Linked DNA regions of Sus scrofa: region 1 is linked to region 2. Evidence: chromatin contacts called from public HiChIP or PLAC-seq data. All regions are on one chromosome and are shown on one strand. Each heading gives the region's core, a stretch centred on a gene start, on an enhancer-like site or on the middle of the called end of the contact. The rest is flanking DNA. Distances are from core to core; before and after follow the strand shown. Region 1 holds the start of LIG3 (DNA ligase 3). Region 2 holds the start of RAD51D (DNA repair protein RAD51 homolog 4).

What was found. HiChIP or PLAC-seq counts read pairs in DNA pulled down with a chosen protein or histone mark.
Region 1: a contact with region 2 is called in an H3K27ac HiChIP or PLAC-seq map of alveolar macrophages. The contact joins the promoter of LIG3 here to the promoter of RAD51D in region 2. A contact is called at or near these places in 2 of 47 Hi-C or Micro-C datasets (liver and subcutaneous adipose tissue) and 2 of 2 datasets of contacts at active chromatin or transcription factors (alveolar macrophages and skeletal muscle).

The regions. Positions count from the first base shown.
Region 1 is chr12:40,180,982-40,187,521 of Sscrofa11.1, forward strand. It overlaps LIG3 (DNA ligase 3), which reads right to left and starts at 2,605. Exons shown (of 20, transcript NM_001244103.1): 1 at 2,532-2,605; 2 at 109-659. The coding sequence starts at 655.
Region 2 is chr12:40,049,319-40,055,648 of Sscrofa11.1, forward strand. RAD51D (DNA repair protein RAD51 homolog 4) reads left to right here and starts at 4,857. Exons shown (of 10, transcript XR_002337232.1): 1 at 4,857-5,133; 2 at 5,431-5,492; 3 at 5,677-5,795. FNDC8 (fibronectin type III domain-containing protein 8) reads right to left here and starts at 3,319. Exons shown (of 5, transcript XM_003358154.4): 1 at 3,093-3,319; 2 at 3,072-3,090; 3 at 1-103. The coding sequence starts at 3,279.

The sequences.
Region 1 (6,540 bases), core at 1,355-3,854, 130 kb after region 2:
TTATTAAAACAAACCCCAAAAAAGACAGACAGGAAGACACTGGCCTCTACTCTCATCCCTTTTTCTCTCAGCACCCCTAAGATGAGAAAGCAGTATTCTCCACCCCACCTGCAATGTGCTGGCTTATCTGTTCTTTCTCAGGATCTTCCAGCTCTTCCCAACCTTCCAGCTCTGTGAGGTCCTCGATTTTTTTCGTGGTGGCTCGGGCCCGCTCCAGTTTCTCAAACATGCATTTGATGTGGTACCACTCTTTCATATCACCCCCCGACTCTGAGAAGGGATTGGGCACCACTTTGCCAATGCGACATACACCCTTTACAATCTTTTCCTTGCATTTTTTGCAGCCGGCTGTGCCACGCTTGGCATAGTCCACACAGAACCGTTGCTCTGCCATCTCACAGGGGCCACCACAGAGTCCCACATGCGACCCTGGCAAGAAAACAAGGCAGGTAGCACGTGGTCTGAGACTGCTTTCCTGGAATGACAGAACAGGCTTTCTTCTCTGGAGGAGGTGGTGTCTGCGCAGACCTGTTTCTGACCACTGGCTGAACTGTCTTTTGTCAGGCCAGTGATGTTGTTCTTGGAACAGGCACAGTTTTTTCCGGCTGAGCAGACGGAGAGTTGGTGGGAAGATGATCTTAAAAGCCAAATTCATACAGCTGTATAAAAGGGCGAGAGGCAGGAAAGGTGAGTTATAAAGGAAGAGCTAGGCTTCTAATTGCTTCAAAGATTGAAGTCCTAAAACAATCCATGCTGAGCAATCAACTCGAAGTATGAAAGATTTGTTGCCTATAGGACAAAGAGCTCCAATACGGGAAATTCAGCTTGTGAAAGGATGTTCAATTATCTAACATACACGTGTACCTGATAAATCTCAATCAAGAGAATCCAAATAATGTAAAACCTTTTCTCAGGCCATCAGCAACACCTAATCCTTAAAATGGATGATGACCCTTAAGTATTATAAGGTCCTAAAGCCTTTTAATCATCAAGAAAAGCTGCATTATGCTCGTGAAGTTTTTAATGTGAAGTATAAAATATATGCCATTCTCAGAATATAATTAAGCCACGACACAGATTTGAGATTTAATCAGAAGCTCTATTTTGAGAGGCAATTAAATGAAGCCTGAAACCAGACTGCTAGGCTTCAAATCCTAGCTCATTAGCTGTGTGACCTTGGTAGGTTACTGAAGCTCTAGGTTCCTCAATTTCCTCAACTGTAAATGTGGATAATAACAGTACCTAACTCAAAGGGCTATTATTCTAAGAAAAAGCCCTTGTGATCAGTGAATACCACGTGGTATCCCTCACCTTCTTATATTTATATTTTCTAAAGTATCTTCTTAGTTCTAACTTTAAACAGACCCGGAATTATTTTCAGCCTGTAAAGGACTTTGTAGTGAAATTGCTATTGGGTGATGGTGAAAAGCAGGCTTTACTTAGTGTAGTGCAACATAAAGCAGCAGACAGAAGGTAAGTGGGAATCAAGAGATGGGAGCCCAGGTGTGACTCATAGTTCACGCACTAAGTTATCCTTGAGAATTCCCTTAACTCCATGAGTCTGTTTCCTTAGTTCTAAAACAGGGAAAGTAATACCTACCTGCAAGATGGTTGGGAAAATGAAAAATGAGTCCATGGATGGGCTGATGGGGAACGGGGCGGTGGGGAGTGGGGGGGCTTTGAACTCCCTGAAAAGGTAGACAAAAGGTGCACCTTCAGCCATGTACATTTCGGGGGATGAGGTCATGATTTTCGTGAAGCTCACAAAGGGTTCTAAACCCTCAGAAGCTGGAAGAACCACAAAGGCGAGGAATGTGAAATTAAGGCAGGACCAAGAAGCGCTCAGAACAAATGAGAGTTCACCACCTTTTGGAAGAGCGATTTAGGAAGCATCCCCACCCCCAACACACGCCCGGTGATCAAAGGAGCCGAAGGGAGAGCACCTCGCAGTGCAGAGGAGGCACAAAGCCGCGTGGGGGATACCCGTCTGGCTCACAGCACCCCCGCCTCCGCGCACACACACCGGCCGCAGCTTAGCATATCATCAAAGGGAGCCGAGAAGCAAACCGTTGAGGGCTGCGGGCAGCCGGTCCGGGAAATGAAAGCCCAGGGCCGCTTTTCCTAGAGGGCCTTTCTGCGACGTTTTTGGGAGGGCACGGGCTCCCAACCGGGAGCGGACACCGGGGGGTAGGCGGGGAAGCAAGTCCCTCGGTTGGGGCTGGAGGGGCCGCGTAGATATAGTCCGGGGCTGGGAAATGGGACGCTGCGGTTGAGCAAACCCGGCCAGAGCAGCCCTCGCGGGGGCCCGGCCGGAGGCACCCTGCCTCCCCAGCGCAGACCCGTAGGGGTCCCGGGAGTCGGGAGCCAACCCCCGCGGGCTCCCGGGGGGCCGCCACGTCACGGAGGGTGTGCCTCGGGGCTCCGCCGGCGGGCGGGAGGGGGACGAGGCCAGGGAGCTGGCTCCCGGGCCTCGCAGAACCCTGAAACCCCTGCCACCTCCCTCCCCGCTGCCCCACCCCGCCGCCCCTCACCTGCCTTCCCGGCTCCGGCACCACCTCAGGCCCCGGACCAGGCGCCCACAGGCCACGCGCAGCTACGACGGTTGTAGGGCCTGTCTCTTTAAATCCGGGTCCTTGAGCTGGCCGCAGTGCGCAGGCGCAGAGGCCCAGGACCCCGCCCACCGCGCCAACGCGTCCCCGCCCCTCGCCTGCCACGTGAGCGGGCAACCAGGTCCGCAGAGTGAGGCCCAGGGCTCTGTGTTGGGTAGTGGAGCTGGTTCCGGATCTGTGATCACAGCGGAGGAAAGATGAGGTTGCTGCGATGTGGCGGCGCCCGGAGGTGCACCTCAGTCTGAACTTTTGGGGACCCCTGATTTAGCTCTTAACATTAGAGATCTAGTCTTTAAAAGTACTGGTTGAGGATCTCTCGCTGTGCCTCAAGGGTAATCGGTCTCTTGGTAGCTTAGAGACGCGGGTTCGACCCCCGATCGGTGCGTTAAGGATCCGGCGTTGCGGCAGCTGCGGCTTAGGTCGCTACTGCACCTTGGTCCGGAGCTCCGTATGCCACAGGGAGGCCAAAAATGGGGGGGGGGGGAGGTACTAGTTGAGAAAGTATATTGCAATGAGCTTGGGGAAGGCAAAGATTGCGTTTTTCAGTCTCTCTGCATTCCTAGTGTCATGTGTCCCACAAAATGCCTAGCACATACTAAGTATTTAAAAATATCATTGAATTGAAAATTGCTCTAGATAGATTTGGAGGTAAAGGAGTGATGGGTACAGTAAACCCTTGATTGTGTATTGTTTAAAGTGTATTTCTTGGAGTTACGGTAGTGGCTAAGCGGAAACTAATCTGACTCCTAACCATGAGGACACAGGTTGGCTCCCAGGCCTTGCTCAGTGGGCTAAGGATCCTGCCCTTGCGGTGAGCTGTGGTGTAGGTCATAGACCCCTCTCGGATCTGGCGTTGTTGGCTCAGATGTGGCGTTGCTGTGCCTGTGGCATAGGCAGGTGGCTACAGCTTCTATTCGACTCCTAGCCTGGGAAACCTCCATATGCTACAGGCGCGGCCCTAAAAAGACAAAATAAATAAAGTATATTTCTTTTAAACCTCAGGTCAACTTGGAGAGATTTGGATGGCCATTTTTTCAAAAGAAAAGTGGACTCAGAAAAGAGGAATGAACTTGCTCAGGGTCTAGGAAAGGTAAACAACTGAGCATTAGATAAGGAAAGGTCAGACCTGGAGGAAATTCTGTATTTTGGCTTTTGTTACACATGTAAGTTAAGACCTTTGTTATGTACGGGATGGAGAGCCAAGAAGGGCCTCATGAAGTGTTTAAGAAGGATATAGGAGAGACTGAAGCAAGGGAACCAAATAAAAGGTTTTTGTGCTGCCTTAGGCAGAACATTAATGAAAATGAAATGATACAGAGCTTAGCCTGGCCCCTGAACAAAGATGTCATGTACATTTGTGAAGAGGTTCATACTTTTAAGGAGAAAAGTTTTTTAGCTTTTTATTCTATCAAACCATTATGCTGAACGCCTTATGTATACATTTATATCTCCATAAAACTGGGAGGAAAAGGGCTCTTTGTACTGACCCATCTGAGATATGAAAGTGGAATTCAGCATAGAATTGGAGCAAAGGTCAACAGAGCAAGCTTTAGTTGATTGCTGTCAGGAGGCAGTCAGATGGGTAAGTTCTAGGTGGTAAGGGTGTAGATAGAAAGCCACCTTTTCATTCCACCCTCCACCTTGGGGCGGGAAGGCTTAGTTCCTGCAGAACTCAAAGGTATGTTAGGTATATCCCTTGAGGAACAGGACCCTGCCCCAAACCTCCACTATTGTTTCTTGATTATTCTTCCCTGTTTTCTGCATTTCCTCCCTTAGGATCCTTAGTTAGTGAGACTTAGTTTGAATTTGTGGAAGTTCCTGGGCCAGGGATCAAATCCAAGCCACTGCAGTAACAATGCTGGATCCTTAACCCCCATGCCACAAGAGAACTCCGAGGAGTTCCCGTCATGGCTCAGTGGTTAACGAACCCAACTAGTATCCATGAGGATGTGGGCTTAATCCCTGGCCTCGCTCAGTGGGTTAAAGGATCCAGTGTTGCTGTGAGCTGTGGTGTAGGTTGCAGACAAAGCTCAGATCCCACTTTGCTCTAGCTGTGGCATAGGCCAGCAGCTATAGCTTTGATTCGACCCCTAGCCTGGGAACCTCCATATGCCTCGGGTGTGGCCCTAAAAAGATAAAAACAAAAACAAAAAGAGAACTCTGAGATGACACGTGTTAATTTGCATACTGCTTGGCACTGAGATGTGTTTCAGTAAATGTACATTCCTCCCTACCCACTCCTTCCTCAGTCTAGATACATTCATGGCGCTGCAGAGTTAATCATTGAGTTAGTTATCAGTCAGTCAAGTATTTATTCAGTGCCTACTCTGGGTCAGGAATTGAAATATGGCGATGAAACAAAACAGACAAAAATCCCTACCCTTGAAGCTCCTGCTGTGGCATAGTGGGTTAAGAATCCTGAGTTGTCTATGTGGTGGGACAGTGGGTTAAGGATCTGGCTTTGCCACAGCTCTTGTGTAAGTCACAGATGCAGCTCGGATTCTCTCCCTGGCCTGTGAATTTAAATATGCCGAGAGTGCAGAAAAAAAGAAAGAAAAAAAAAAAAAAGATGGGTGCTATGGAGAAAAGGAAAGCAGAGGAGCACAGGTGCCAAGCAGGGCAGGATGGGGTTTGCAGTTTTATTTTATTTGGCTGTGCCCACAGCATTTCGAAATCCCTGGGCCAAGGATCAAACCTGTCCCCTGACAGGGGCCTGGACCACTGCAGTGACAACACCAGATGCTTAACCCATTGAACTCCTGCTGGGTTTTTTGGGTTTTTTTTTTGTTTGTTTGTTTTTGCTTTTTAGGGCTGCACCTGCAGCATATGGAAGTTCCCAGGCTAGGGGTCAAATCAGAGCTGCAGCTGCTGGCCTACACCACAGCAACTCCTGATCTGTAACCCACTGAGTGAGGCCAGGGATTGAATCTTTAATCCTCTTGGATACTAGTCAGGTTCATAATCTGCTGAGCCACAAGAGAAACTCCCTCCTGCATTTTAAATATAGTGATGGGGAAAGCCTCACCAACAAAGTGACAATTGAGTTGACCTGAAGGAAAGAAGGAGAGAGCCAGGTGCAGAGAGTTCAAACAGGCATGTATCTGTCCTACTGAGAGGTCACAGGGAGATGAGTGTGTCCAGAGCAGCAGGAGTTAAGGCCACAAAGAACTAGAGATGTCAGCAGGGTATCTGGAGATAGATCCTGTAGGGCTCTGTAAACCATTATAAAGATGTTGGGGTTTGGAGTTTCCTGACAGCCAGTGGGTTAAGAATCCAGCGTTGTCACTGCTGTGGCTCTGGATGCTGCTATAGCACAGGTTTGATCCCTGGCCAGGGAACTTCTGCATGCTTCGGGTGGCCAAAAAAAAAATCATCTTGAGTTTTATTGTAGGTGAAATGGGAAGCTAGTGGATTATATTGAGCAGGTTAGTAACAGGATCTGACTTAGCTTTTAACAGGATTGCTGTTCCTCTGCCTTCTGTGAAAAGAAACTGGGAGATGAGTTAGTTGGCTACTATAAAAAGGGGAGAAATGAGGGCAGCTTGGGTGGGATAACAGTGAAAATGGTAAGGCTAAGGCTCATGGACTCCTAGGGGATCTGTGGATAGGCTCAAGCAGGTTCTTGAAACTCCTGACATTTTATAGAAGTATTTGTCAGTAAGTGCATTTTTGGAGGGAGACCTTCTATTGGAGTCTCGAAGCAGTTCCATGATCCACATCAAGGACCTTGGTGAATAAGCAGGATACCTCCTGCTGTTCCTAGCTGTTCAAAGTACCACGATTAGGAAGTTCCTGTTGTCATTCAGCAGTAACAAGCCCAACTAGTATCATGAGGATGTGAGTTTGATCCCTGGCCTCGCTCAGTGGGTTAAGGATCCAGCTTTACTGTGAGCTGTGGTCTGGGTTGCAGACTCGGCTAGGATCTGGCATT
Region 2 (6,330 bases), core at 3,607-6,106:
CTGGGTCACGGCCAATTTGATGGGATTCAATAAGGTGGATGACATGGGGGAGATGCTGGTGTCATCAGAGCTGCATTCAGAATCCTCCATTGGCATCTGCTTCCTGGAGTGGGAGGGGAGACGGGCAACAGAGATGAAAGAAGCAACCCCAGCCCTTGCTGCCTAGAAGCTCCTGGCAGGCAGGCCTTGGGCCCAACTTACCTGTGCTCTCAGCTGCTTCTGAACAGCTCAGAACTTTCTTGCTCTTGCAGCAGTGTTTCAGACTCATCAGGGCACTTACTAGTGAAAAATGCATCTTCCCTGTCCCTGGTCCCCAGTTGGGATGGGACTGGGGAAGCTGCTCAAGCATCTTTTTTTTTTTTTTTTTTAACTGCACCTGTGGCATGCAGAAGTTGCCAGGTCAGGGATCAAACCTGCACCACAGCAGTGACCCACGCCACAGCAGTGACAACACTGGACCTTAACCCACTGAGCTACCAGGAAACTCCCTGAAGCATCTTTAATATGATCTTCAGATGATTCTAATTCAAGTGTTCTGAGAAAACTTTTTTTTTTTTTTTTTTTTTTTTTGGTTATGCCTGTGGCATGGCGAAGTTCCTGGGACAGAGATGGAACCCATGCCACAGGAGCAACCCAAGCTGCTGCAGTGACAACACCAGATCCTTAACCTGCTGCGCCACAAGAGAACTTACAGGAAAACCTTTTTTGGAAACACTGGCTTTAAGTCCTTCCTTAAACTTTAAGTCCTTCCTTAAACACTCCAGGGAATGACCACAGTGATCTACTGGGATGTGACAAAATATCTAAAAGTATCTAAAAGAAAAATAATAAATTAAGCTTTATAAATATTTATTTCCTATTGTTTAATATTTAACATAATTACTAATTTATTGACTTAAATTTTATAACACTTAACGGTATTTATTAATATATAGCATGTAAAATTAACAGTACAGATAAACACATATATTGAGGTGAATACTCAAAAACATTTTTGTTCCATCTTAATTTTTTTAAATTATGAAATCGTTGGAGTTCTGTTGTGGCTCAGCAGGTTAAGAGCACGACTAGTGTCCATGAGGATGCAGGTCTGATCCCTGACTTAGCTCAGTGGGTTAAGGATCCTGATTGCTGTGAGCTGCAGTGTAGGTCACAGATGCCACTCAGATCTGGTCTTGCTGTGGCTGTGGTGCAGGCTGGCAGCTGCAACTCCAATTTGACCCCTAGCCTGGGAACTTCCATATGCCCCGGGTGCAGCCCTAAAAAGCAAAAATCAAAAAAACAAACAAAACAAATTAAGAATTTCAAAACAGTGACATTTGGGAGTTCCCACTGTGGCTCAACAGAATCGGTGGCGTCTTGGGAGCACTGGGACACAGGTTCACTCCCCGGACCAGCACAGTGCATTAAGGATCTGGCGTTGCTGCAACTGTGGCTTAGGTTGCGACTCTAGCTCAGATCTGATCCGTGGCCTGAGAACTCCATATGCTGCCAGGCGGAAAAAAAGAAAAAAAAAAAAAAAAAAGGACAGTGACATCTGATCATTAAACTGAGCACAGAGCCCTTCAGAGCGTCAGGCTGTGTGTGGCTGCACAGATCACACGCCACGATATCTCCCTGCAGATGATCCCCTTAGCACCACTCTCCCTCCCCTGGCTACTTCCTCCCTCTTCCTATGAGATTCAGCTCAATTATCACCTCCTCCAAGAAGGCTCCCTTTACTTTACCCCCTCCCAAGCCATACTAAGTCCCCTCTGGTTCTTCCAGTTGTCCTGTCATATCGCAGACCATGCTATAATATTCTCGATGCTTTTTTTCTTTTTTGGCCACATGGCACATAGAGTTCCCAGGCCAGGGATCAGATCTGAGCTGTAGTTTCAACCTATGCCTGCGGCTGTGGCAACACCCAGTCCTTTAACCTGCTGTTCCAGGCCAGGGATTAAACCTGTGTCCCAGCACTCCATAGATGCCAGTGACTCTGTTGCACCACAGCAGGAACTCCAATATTCTTTTTTTTTTTTTTAGGGCCGTACCGTGGCATATGGAGGTTCCCAGGCTAGGGGTTGAAACGGAGCTGTAACTGCTGGCCGACACTACAGCCACAGCAACACAGGATCTGAGACACATCTGCAACCTACACCACAGCTCACTGCAATGTCAGATCTTTAACCCACTGAGCAAGGCCAGGGATCGAACCTGTGTCCTCATGGATGCTAGTCAGATTCGTTAACTGCTGAGCCATGACGGGAACTCCTCTTCCAATATTCTTGATTCTTTCCTGACACCCCTCCCCTTCACACACACACCAGAGGCTGGGAGCTCCTTGAAAGCAGAGGTGCTTTCTGGCTCTGCATTCCCAGAACTTAACCTGGGGCCAGACATCTGCAGGTCTCAAAGAATTTTGTGAAATGAGGAGTTCCTGTTGTGGCTCCATGGTTAACGAATCCAACTAGGAACCATGAGGTTGTGGGTTCGATCCCTGCCCTTGCTCAGTGGGTTAATGATCCAGCGTTGCCGTGAGCTGTGATGTAGGTTGCAGATGAGGCTCGGATCCCGAGTTGCTGTGGCTCTTGGCGTAGGGTGGTGGCTATGGCTCCGATTTGACCACTAGTCTGGGAACCTCCATGTGCTTCGGGAGTGGCCCTAGAAAAGACAAAAAAAAAAAAAAAAAAAGAATTTTGTGAAATGAAATCAGGGAAACCCAGAATCACTGCAGAGGTCCAGTAAACCTCAGTCTGAAGACAGGCAGGCCACGGGGGCTGGTGGGGCCATAACCAGGCAGGTGAAGGCACAATAAGAAAGATGGAGGGAGCAAAGCCAGTGGGAATTGAGGGGGCAGAGGTGTCACTGGCGGTGAAGACAAAGCAGAATGACCATCAGCAAATCTGACTAATCCCAGGGGGCCTCCAAGAATTGTGTGGGGTCAGAAATCCATAGCCCACCCTGCTGTTCCGGGGGAGGGGGGGTCTCAACTGTGTTAATCAAGGAAGTACCGCCTCTTCAAGCCCCTCTCCACCCCACCCCCCAGCGCCAGCCTTAGAAAGGAGAAAAGGACCAGACTTGTGTCTTACGGTAGATTGATGGCATCCTCTCCAAGAAGTTAAGCAAACTTCCCCTGGAGGAAAGTGGGAGCCCTTTGGTAGTGACGGTCCTGTTCATAGACTTGGGGTTTGGAAAGGCCTTCGGCATGTGATGGAGCGCGTTCAGGACATTGAGTGTTTCCTTCCTCAGCAAGGCCTCCTCCCCATCTCCTACTTTGTAGAGTGTCTCTGACGCCATTGAGTTGGTTTGGGACCAGCCGTCACCATGCAGGACAACCAGGCTGACAGGAAGCAGAGAGAAACTGGACGCAGCAGACACACCCTTAGTTTGGGTGGGAGGAGGTGCAATCGGCTGACTTCATAATGATCACAGTGTAACAATTAGGGGCCAGCCCCCCCTTGATCTGAGGCTCCTGCTGCAGGGGGGTAGCAGGCAGTGTCAGAGTGGGGAGACCGAGGAACAGACCGCACTGCTCCTTGGGCCCCTTCCAGCTCTGAGCAGCCTCGCCCTTCTCTGAAGATCTCAAAACGTTTCCTGCCTGTGCCCTTGGGACCTGCCCAGGGAAGGAGATGGATGGTGAGACAGAGGCACCTGGGCATGAAAGGAGGCTGGTGATACTGGAATGGGACTCGGGGAGTGACTTTGTCTACAGGCTCTATATCCAGAAATCCTAGGCAGCAAACCTCATATGTCTTAGCTGTGCAGGCACAGGAAAAACCCAGATGGTTCATAGCTCACATATACCCAGGTTTACTGCTAAAACTCTAAATTCTACTGAGCCCTCACCCCAGTGTCATCACGTCTTGAGGGATAGTGGGTGCTTTCAGAGGCAGACAGAAATGGGCCAGATGTTTCTGTTCTCAATGAAACCACTTCACAGTAGGGAAACATATACACAACTTGGGGGTGGGGAGGGGGCGCTGTTAAAACAGCACTGGCTTTGCACCGAAATATAAATTCGTCTGCTCCAAGTCCAGCTCTGTCCTTACAGGCTGTGAAACCTTTGGCAAGTGACTTTACTGCACTGAGCCTCAGTTTCCTCGTCTGTAAAATAGGGGTAAATACAGAACCTACCTCACTGGATTGTAAGAGGATAACCTTGTAAAGTTGTTTTCTCTCTTCCAGAGGGTAAGGTTAAGAAAAGATCTTTCAAAATACCAAATCACATGGTGTTCCCATCGTGGCGCAGTGGTTAACGAATCCGACTAGGAACCATGAGGTTGCAGGTTTGATCCGTGGCCTTGCTCAGTGGGTTAAGGATGTGGTGTTGCCGTGAGCTGTGGTGTAGGTTGCAGATGGGGCTCGGATCCCGCGTGGCTGTGGCTGTGGAGCGGGCTGGTGGCTACAGCTCCAATTAGACCCTTAGCCTGGGAACCTCCATATGCCATGGGAGCGGCCCTAGAAAAGACCAAAAAAAAAAAAAAAAAAAAAAAAAGTGTGTGTGTGTGTTCTATATACTCAGGGTTTTTACTGTTGATCATTCAAAATTACTTTTATTTGGAAAACAGAAGCAGATGTCCTCTCTGCGCGCTGCTGCTTTCAAGCACCTATCAGACGACTGCTGAGGATCTGATTAGATTCTTTGTCACTGTCTTCCCTCACCAACAGGTAGGTCCCTGAGAGTAGGGATGGTGGGTCCCATCCAACGTTCTGGACCAGCGTTCATTATGGAAAGTGGCACCAGGGAGGCTGGCGAGGAGGCGTGATGGGGAAAAGGCAGGGGACCCAACTTCGTGCCGCCCACGCGGGGCCGCGGGAGCCCTCCCGTCCGCCCGGCGGTCGGCAGGTGGCGCCGCAGGCCAGGCCCTGGAGCCTGGAAACCGGAAGCGGCGGCGGGGCCGGGCAGGCAGGCTCCTGGGCGCGGGAGACCAGGCAGGGTCCACACCCTGTGCGCCGCCTCCTCCCGACGCCAGCCCCCAGCGTTTGGTCCGGAAGGGGGTGCTGCGGGGTGTCTGGAGAGGGCCTCGCGGATGCCCCCAGGACCAGCGGCCCCGGGGCCTCCAGGGAACATGGGCGTGCTTCGGGCCGGACTGTGCCCCGGCCTCACTCAGGACATGGTCCAGCTTCTGCAGAGCCGCGGGATCAAGACAGGTGACCGTGGGCGCGCGCCTGTGCGGGCCACATGGCTGGGCCCAGCGCGGAGGCTGGCCCCGGCCCTGGCCCACTGGGTGGGGCCCCTCCCCTGCCTCCGACGCCCACAGCCTTCTGGCAGAGCTTGGGAGGGTGGGACTGGGCAAGCCCCGCTCCAGGAGGGCTAGAACCCCCCACTGTGGGCTAGGCGCCGCGCCAGCCCCCGCGGCTCCGCTAGTTCGCGTAGGCGAGGAAAAGTCACGGGCGGGAGTCTGGGGCCTCCCTTGCGCGCATCAACCCCGCGTGTTTTGTTTTCAGTGGTGGACCTGGTTTCTGCAGACTTGGAGGAGGTAGCCCAGAAATGTGGTTTGTCTTATAAGGTGAGCTGGCGATCTCCACACTCCAACATGGGTGTCTCTAAATGCCCATCCCCGAGCAGAGTGTCCCCAGAGATTGATAAGGGGGGGGCTAGGAGACCCTGGATGGCCCCCTCCCTTGGCGGGTCGCTGCCGCACACTCCCGGCTGCTCCGGCAGCTTCCTGAGTTGCCCCGCCCCTTCCGCAGGCCCTGGTCGCCCTGAGGCGGGTGCTGCTGGCTCAGTTCTCCGCTTTTCCCTGCAATGGCGCTGATCTCTACGAGGAACTGAAGACGTCCACGGCCATCCTGTCCACCGGCATTAGAAGGTTTGTGTGTGTGTAGCTGGGGCAGAAGGCGAGAGGCCAGAGGCTCTGGCTGGGCTTTTGATGCTTGAGAAAGAGCAGGCTGCTTCAGCTGTGGTTGAAGGAGACACGGGAGGGGGGTCAGGATTTCTGAGTTATCTTACCCTGTACAGAGTTTCTCTGACTCCTAACCACTTAGGATGCATAATTTTGGGGGTGGCTGTCTTGTGCATATAGTAGGATGTCTGGCAGCATCCCTGGCCTCCACCCCAGTAGATGCCAGTTACACCCCTCTCCTTCATAGGTCATGACTATCAAAAATGGCTCTAGCTGTTGCCAAATGACCCTGGGGGCCAAAATTGCTACTGGTTGAGAATCACTGTCCTGTAACACAAGATGTCAGCACTTCCACAGATATTATTCCACAGATCAGAGCAACTTTTCTCTGGCCCTTTCTGCCCTTTCACTTAAGGATGGGGCAGGGAGTTCCCCTTGTAGCTCACTGGGTTAAGAACCTGAGGTGGGTTAAGTATCCATAAGGATGCATGTTTGATCCTTG